2 separate regions of the Sus scrofa genome follow, and region 1 is linked to region 2. Evidence: chromatin contacts called from public HiChIP or PLAC-seq data. All regions are on one chromosome and are shown on one strand. Each heading gives the region's core, a stretch centred on a gene start, on an enhancer-like site or on the middle of the called end of the contact. The rest is flanking DNA. Distances are from core to core; before and after follow the strand shown. Region 1 has its middle 63 kb from the start of CWC15. Region 2 has its middle 52 kb from the start of PIWIL4.

Region 1 (3,740 bases), core at 852-3,351, 230 kb before region 2:
GCCCTGGATTCTCTGACTAAGCCTCACTGTGGGTGTAGGAGGCAAGCTGCTCGCCCTGAGCCCTCCTGCGCTTGCCTTGCTTGGGACGCTAGGGAATGGTACCCAGAGGGACCCGACTCACCAGCTTGGGCCAGAGGAGAGGTGTTTTGGCATCTAGCCGTTTCACCAGCAGGACGGGAGGGCGCAGGGGCCGGGACAATGGGAACCAGGAGCAGGAACGCAGTCGGGAGGCTCCGGGTCTCTCCTCTCTGCTAAGTTCTCTCTCAGCCCTGCTCCCAAAATGCTGGGCATCGGTCTGCCAAAGCCCGGCTCTATGCCAGAGGAGGACTGCAGGCTGGCTCAAGCTGAAGAAGTCAGTATGCAGGGCATGCAGCATGCCAGGGAGGACCGTGTGCCTTCCCATATACAACCAAAGAGCGCTCGGCTTTCTCCTTAGAGCAAAAGTGGGCTCGGCTAAGAATGGAGGTCTTAGGTGATCAGATGCTGACGATTCCAGGCGGCTCCTGCCTCCTTGTCTGCAGCTCCTTTGTTATGCATTCTTGACCCATTTATCCTAAATCCAGGCCCCCCTGCCCTCCTGGGGCACAGCTGTGAGCCCTGACTCAATGCATTGGCCACACCCCTGGGTTTGGGGCCAGCTCTCTGTACTTTCCAATGTCTGTGAAGCTGCACGGGGTCTGCAAACGCCTCCCTCCCACCCCCACCTCAGCCCCACCTCATTGGTTGGTTTATCCCTTGCCTCTGGCCAGACAGATTAACACCCCCACCACTTCTACCCCAACAAGGCAAGTGAAGCAACTCGCTTCCTGGTCTTCTGCACAAAACAACACATGGCTCACCTGCTCTCCTTCTCTCCCTCCATGTGCCTTTGACACCCCGAGCTACCACCACTGGAGAGCCCCTGGGAGCCACCACAGAGGGAAATGTGCCAGGACTCCCCACTCCTGTAGCCCCCATGCTTTTGAGCGCCCCCAGCTGAGCCAAGCAGAGATGAACTACCCCCACCCCCCCTCCAAGCCCTGCCCAAATTGCAAAGTTTTGCCCAAAATAAATGGTTGGTGTCTGCCCTGTGTGTGGGAGTAATTGAGACCTGGCCGCAGAAAACAGAAACACCCAGTGTCATTATTGTCCCTTCCTCACATTGTGGACTCAGTGCAGCCCTTAGTTATCTTCCTATAAAATATCTTCCATCCAATTCCAGTCCTGATTAAATATTCCTTTGCCAGCTCCCAACATCGATGGCCACAGGACGAAGGCTGGAGTCTTTGGCACAGCAGCTCAGGGCACGGCCACCCAGCCTTATTTCCACCTGCCCTGCAGACCAGAGCCCAGGTGTCCTGTGCATGCCCTGGCTCTGTGCCACCGTCTCTTCTGCCCTCGGACCCCAGCCCTGTCTCCTTTTCTCACTCATCCACATGCAACTCACCTGTCGCCTGCCTTTCTATTTCCCTGCTCCTTTAGACCAACAGAGCGACCTGTCCCACCCACGAGTTTGACATTTACTTTTGTGCTATTGTGGTCCCTTCTGGTCTTTGCACCCAGACTCTGAGCTTGGAGGGCAGGGCACAGAGGGCAGGTGCAGCCTCTTCTTTGTCTCCACATCTTTCATCTAACACAGAAAGGGTATGTTGAGCTAACACGCATGTGTTCCTTTAAGCATGTTTCTGAGTTATTAGTGAGGCTCTGGACATTCTCCACATGCTGAGAATCCTGAAGAACCACCTGCTCTATGTGGTCCCCACCAGACTGTGATGGGCTTTATCTCCCCAATTCTGTATCTCAAATGCAAAGAGAGCCCCCCACCCACCCCCCGCTCTGTTTTCATCTGCTGTCCTGCTGCGTGGTCATTCTCTCAGCCGTGCTCAGAGGTTTTAGGTCATAGGTTTAGAGGCTGACAAAGGAGGCGTCCTCAAGCGTTGCCTGCTGTGACCTCGCTCTCCTAAGCCCCACCCTCCTGGCTCTGACCCTGGGAGAAATCCCAACCTCTCCATCTGGAATGGGGCCTTGTGAAATCTCTTGGCTCTTTAGCATTCGAGTTGGACATGAAGCTCTCCTCAGGTGACTGCCTGACAGGGGCACACCACCCCTCCCTTCTCCATTTACTGATCCCAGGCAGGAGAGGGCACCGGGCTCTGAAAAGACCCAGTGCCCACCCGGCATCAGCACAGATGGCTCGCTCTGCCCAAAAAGCACTCAAAGGGCTGCAGGGGAGGGGGTGCCCAGCTTGCATCTGGCTCCGCTGGCATTTCACCACGACCTTGGGAAGAAGCCCCAGTTCTCAGTTCTCGTTTTCCCAGCTGGTAACAAGGAATCCTGTAGCCAGCCCTAAGCAGCATTCATAGCATATAACTAAATAGCGATGAAAGATATAATTAGGTTCTTGAAGAAACGCATTTTGCATAAGGTGGGGATGTTACTAGGTGAAGATTTCACACTTATCAGCCGTGAATGCCCAGTGTTACTGTCCAGGGAACACATGTAGGCAGTGGTGTTTGTCACCAGAGCCCAAAAGCCATGGACTCCCCTTCAGATATGAGAGGCACAGGTGACTGGGGAAGTGACTGGCTCTGCGTTTTCCCTTTATGACATCTGTGTATTACTGAAGTATGGCATCAGTTGTGCATGTCTGCACCTCTGTGGCATGTGCCCGAGACTGAATTTGTGAATTCCCTGGGAAGGGGGAGCGATGATGTGACAGAGGGAAGAAGCGGGAAAGAAATTTTTATTTTGCAAGACAGAAACTACTGACAGCTAATTCAATGATTTTTTTTTCTTTTTTCTTTTTATGGCTGCCCCTAGGCATATGGCGCTCCCTAGCCAGGGATCAGATCTGAGCTGCAGCTGCAACCTATGCCACAGCTGCAGCAACACCGGATCCTTAATGCACTGTGCCAGGCTGGGGATTGAACCTGCGTCCCAGAGCTCCAGAGATGCCACAGATTCTTTTGCACCACCGCGGGAAACCCCTAATTTAACAAATTAAAAAAAATAAATAGGGAGTTCCCATTGTGGCTCAGCAATTAACAAACCCGATTAGTATTCATGAGGATGTGGGTTTGATCCCTGGCCCCACTCAGTGGCTTAAGGATCTGGTGTTGTCATGAGCTGTGGTGTAGGTCACAGATGCTACTCAGTTCCTGAGTTACTGTGGCTGTGGTGTAGGCCGGCATCTGCAGCTCTGATTCAACCCCTAGCCCAGGAACCTCCATATGCTGTGGGTGTGGCCCTAAAAAGACTAAATAAATAAATAAAGGGGAATGGATATTGCCTCCCTCCCAGGAGAAATGAGATCGAGAAAGTACATAGACCGTCGAGAGACAGAAGGGCAGGGATCTCCCCTGGCTCCTTTGGGGAGCCCCTCTCAGTGGCTTTTCTGGAAAGGCTGGGACAGGACAGCTGAAGGGCCCTGCTGATGGCTGTGGACGCTTACTAGAGAAGGCAGAAGGGGGGAAAGATTCAGTCTGGTCTCTGTTCCTGTGTCCCGACTGTGAGACTACCACGTTGGCAGAACATCTGTGTCCCCGTCCCTCCCCCCCCCCCCACTGGGGACAGCAGCTTGGGGCAGGGCGCAATCAGCCACATGTTTTCTGCTTGCCGTGGGTGGTGGGGTCTTAAGAGATGGGTCCAGGGACCTGGTGTACCTTCCCCAACAAAGATGAGCAAAGAGCACATTCATTCCTGTACCTGTGATCTCAGACTTCAATGCGGAGGCTGCATGATACGGTGGGAAGGTCTGGCTT
Region 2 (3,368 bases), core at 576-3,075:
CCTCTTCTTGGACCTTTTTAATTTTGCTGCATTTACAAATGTGTAATATCCCTACCTTTAGCCTCAAATTCTGTTTTGTTTGATACCAATATTGCTATCCAGTTTTATTTTTGCTATTAATTCAAGGTGGGTCTCTTTCTATTTTTTCTTCTAATCAAATGTAAAGTTACTATCTCTAACCTCCTCCCTAACAAGGTAAGGACATGGGACACTTTAGCTTGTTCCTAAATGCTTTCATCTCATTGTGTTCCTGTTGCCCCTGTTGAGTTCCAACTTTTTACTAACAGGAATTTAAAAATGGGTTTTTGTTAAAGGGACAATATTAATTTAGAGTTACAACATATTTTACTCATTTTTTTACTCATCCTTGCTTTTTTCCATGGGTTTATTTTCCACCATGCTGAAGTATATTCTTTAGTAATTCTTTCAGCAAGGGTCTGAGGGCAGTAAATTCTCATTATATTTGAATTTTTAAGTTTGCCACTCATTCTTCAAAGATCACTTAGCTGCACATAGAATTTTAGCTTCATTATTTTCTCTTTTCTCTCAAAACTTTGAAAATATTATACAGTTTTTTCTAATGTATTCTTACAACGTAAAGCCTACAGGTGGTACCATTGTTTCTTTGCAGGCAGTCCATGAGTCTACACTTCTGTCTGAGAATCTGAAGATTTTCCCTTTCTCTTTGATGTTTTATACTTTCATCACACTATATTAGTGTGATTTATTTCACTCTATTCTCCTTGTGATTTATTTCACCCTAAGAATGTATGTTTCGGTTGTGGACCATTTGAAAGCATCATCTCTTGAGACATGCCTCCACCTTCTACCTCGTTCTTTGTATTCCCTGTTTCAGGAATTTCTACCAAATGAGTGGTGAGGTGTCTCATTTTACACTCCATGTTGTCTCTTTGTACTGCATTTGAAGTGCTTTCCTAAAGTGTGCTTTCTGATTTATTAATCCTCTGTCTGTTTTTAGCCTCCTGCTCAATACATCTATTGAAATTTTTTTTATTTCAATGATTCTGTTTTTCGTTTTTAGAATTTCTATTTGGTTCTCTTTTAATCCATCAATTATTTTCCAAATTTAAAGCTATTTACCTTGAGGAGTCCCTGTCATGGCTCAGTGGTTAACAAATTCAACTAGGAACCATGAGGTTGCAGGTTCAATCCCTGGCTTTGCTCAGTGGGTTGAGGATCCAGCATTGCCGTGAGCTGTGGTGTAGGTCCAGATGTGGCTTGGATCTGGAGTTGCTGTGGCTGTGGTGTAGGCCAGAGGTTGCAGCTTCCATTAGACCCCTAGCCTTTGAACCTCCATATGCCACGGGAGCAGCCCTAGAAAAGACAAAAAAAAAAAAACCACTATTTACCTTGAGACGTCACATTTTAAAAATTTTGGACTTCAGGTTGGCAGTTTTCCATGGGACAGTTCACTCTTACATCTTCCTGACACACTTCAAAGCCTCAGACATGAAAAGTAAACTGCTTTTGGGAAGTGCTGTCACATGCCTGAGTTGTATTGTTCAGATTAAATTGTACTTTTCACTTTCAATTTAAAAAAATTATTAAAGTACAGTTGATTTACAGTGTTCTGCCAGTTTTAGAACTTATCACAGTGCCTGGCACATTATATGGACCCATGAGTATTTGTTGACTAAATTACATCATTTGACCCTTTTCTTCTCATGAAGTATAATAATGTGGCATTCTTGATTACACACAGGTACTCTAGACTGAACATTTCTAATCCTTACAACAACCCTACAATGCGGACCTTGTTAGGTGTCTTTACAGGTGGATATACTGAACTCAGAGAGGTTAAGTCACTTGCTCAAGCTCATAAGTGATAGTTCTGGGATTCAAACCCAGGGCTGCCCTAGACCAGTTGTCCTCAACCCTGACACCCCACCAAAATCACCTCATGATCAGGCTTCATCTCAGATCAATAAAATCTCTATTTCTGGAGATGGGCTCAGGTATTTTTCTTTCATTCTTTTTTTTTTTTTAAGTTTTTAAATATGGGAACTTCTCAGGTTTCCGAAATTGAGAACCACTGGCCTATTCCAAGCCCTTCTCCTATTGCAGATTGGGTAACAGGGTCAGAGAGAGGACATTATCATTTCCTAAAGCAAAAAGAATTGGAACCAGAGCTCAAATGAAGAGTTTCTAATCCATGTTGCCCTCTGGAGATGACGTGAAGTTGACCGTTCTTCCAAACTCTGTTGTACCACACGGACATGGCAATGCCAAAGAGCTCATACAATAGTCCTTGTGTGCCCCCTGGTGGGTTAAAATGGTAAAAAGCCACTACCGTGGGTAGTATTTAGTAAGTAAGCTCTACAGACTTTTGGATTGCCTAATCATAATGATGCCTGTAGGTTTATACCAGCCGGCTCGTAGCTGGTGGCACTGTCATCCTCATATGTGGCAGGAAGAAAACAATATAATCAACACGAAAACACAACCACTCTGGACTTGTACAGCGCCTTGCCTCTAAAGTCTTGCTATAAGATGCCAACTTTAAATCAAATAAGGAACTCCTTCATCTAAGATCTCTGGGAGAAATTTTTTAAATCTTACAATAACCCCCCATTTTTTTTTTTGCTTTTTAGGGCCACAGGTGCAGCATATAGAAGTTCCCAGGCTAGGGGTCAAATTGGACCTAGAGCTGCTAGCCACAGCCACAGCCCACAAGATCCTAGATCCAAGCTGGGTCTGCGACCTACACTCCAGCTTATCATACCTTTTATTAAGGCAGTAGAATCTTGTGGTTCATATCATAGATTTTGGAGTTAAACCCATCTGAGGACAAATTCTAGCTCCAAGATTAGTTATTTATGTTTTAAACTTTGGTGAACCACATGGCATCTTTAATTTCAGTTTTAGCGTCTGTAAAATGATCATTATAATGCCAAGTTCATACAATTGTCATGAAGATTAAAGGTGCATGTAAAGTGCTTGGCACTGTGCCTGCAATGCATTAACCCCCGCTCCACCCGCACACCCCACAAAAGGTTCCTGTTCCTCTTACTAGAATGCACCACATTGGGTGCATTTTTGCCAGACCCGGATGAAACTCTCCAGTTAGAGGACGATGTCCAGGGACATCTTACACAATCTCTGTGTTGGTGTCTGCTTCCCCTCATTCCCTCGAGGGAGAATCTTTGGCTCTCCGCTCCCCCCTCCACTACTGCCTCCCACCATCTCTTTCTTGGAAGAAGAACTTGGAACTCCAGTCTGTCTGGCATCACAATATTTGTGCACGTCACCATATTCGCATCCCCGGGCCATTCTTGTGTGAAAGGGATACAAGATGAGGAGAAACCAGCAAAGGAAACTGAGACTGAGGGATGGCTATGGCAGGCAGG

Evidence for each region. HiChIP or PLAC-seq counts read pairs in DNA pulled down with a chosen protein or histone mark.
Region 1: a contact with region 2 is called in an H3K27ac HiChIP or PLAC-seq map of skeletal muscle. The contact joins two enhancer-like sites. A contact is called at or near these places in 1 of 5 promoter capture datasets (liver), 26 of 47 Hi-C or Micro-C datasets (adipose tissue, alveolar macrophages, brain and 14 more) and 1 of 2 datasets of contacts at active chromatin or transcription factors (skeletal muscle).

The regions. Positions count from the first base shown.
Region 1 is chr9:26,982,737-26,986,476 of Sscrofa11.1, reverse strand. No RefSeq gene overlaps it. Among named protein-coding and RNA genes, the nearest start is that of CWC15, 63 kb to the left of the region's middle. Within about 2 kb of position 2,101, at least 7 of the 83 cell types and tissues checked have an H3K27ac peak or open chromatin away from gene starts, as enhancers often do. A contact at or near this core is called in skeletal muscle, where this site is marked.
Region 2 is chr9:26,753,473-26,756,840 of Sscrofa11.1, reverse strand. No RefSeq gene overlaps it. Among named protein-coding and RNA genes, the nearest start is that of PIWIL4, 52 kb to the right of the region's middle. Within about 2 kb of position 1,825, at least 2 of the 83 cell types and tissues checked have an H3K27ac peak or open chromatin away from gene starts, as enhancers often do. A contact at or near this core is called in skeletal muscle, where this site is marked.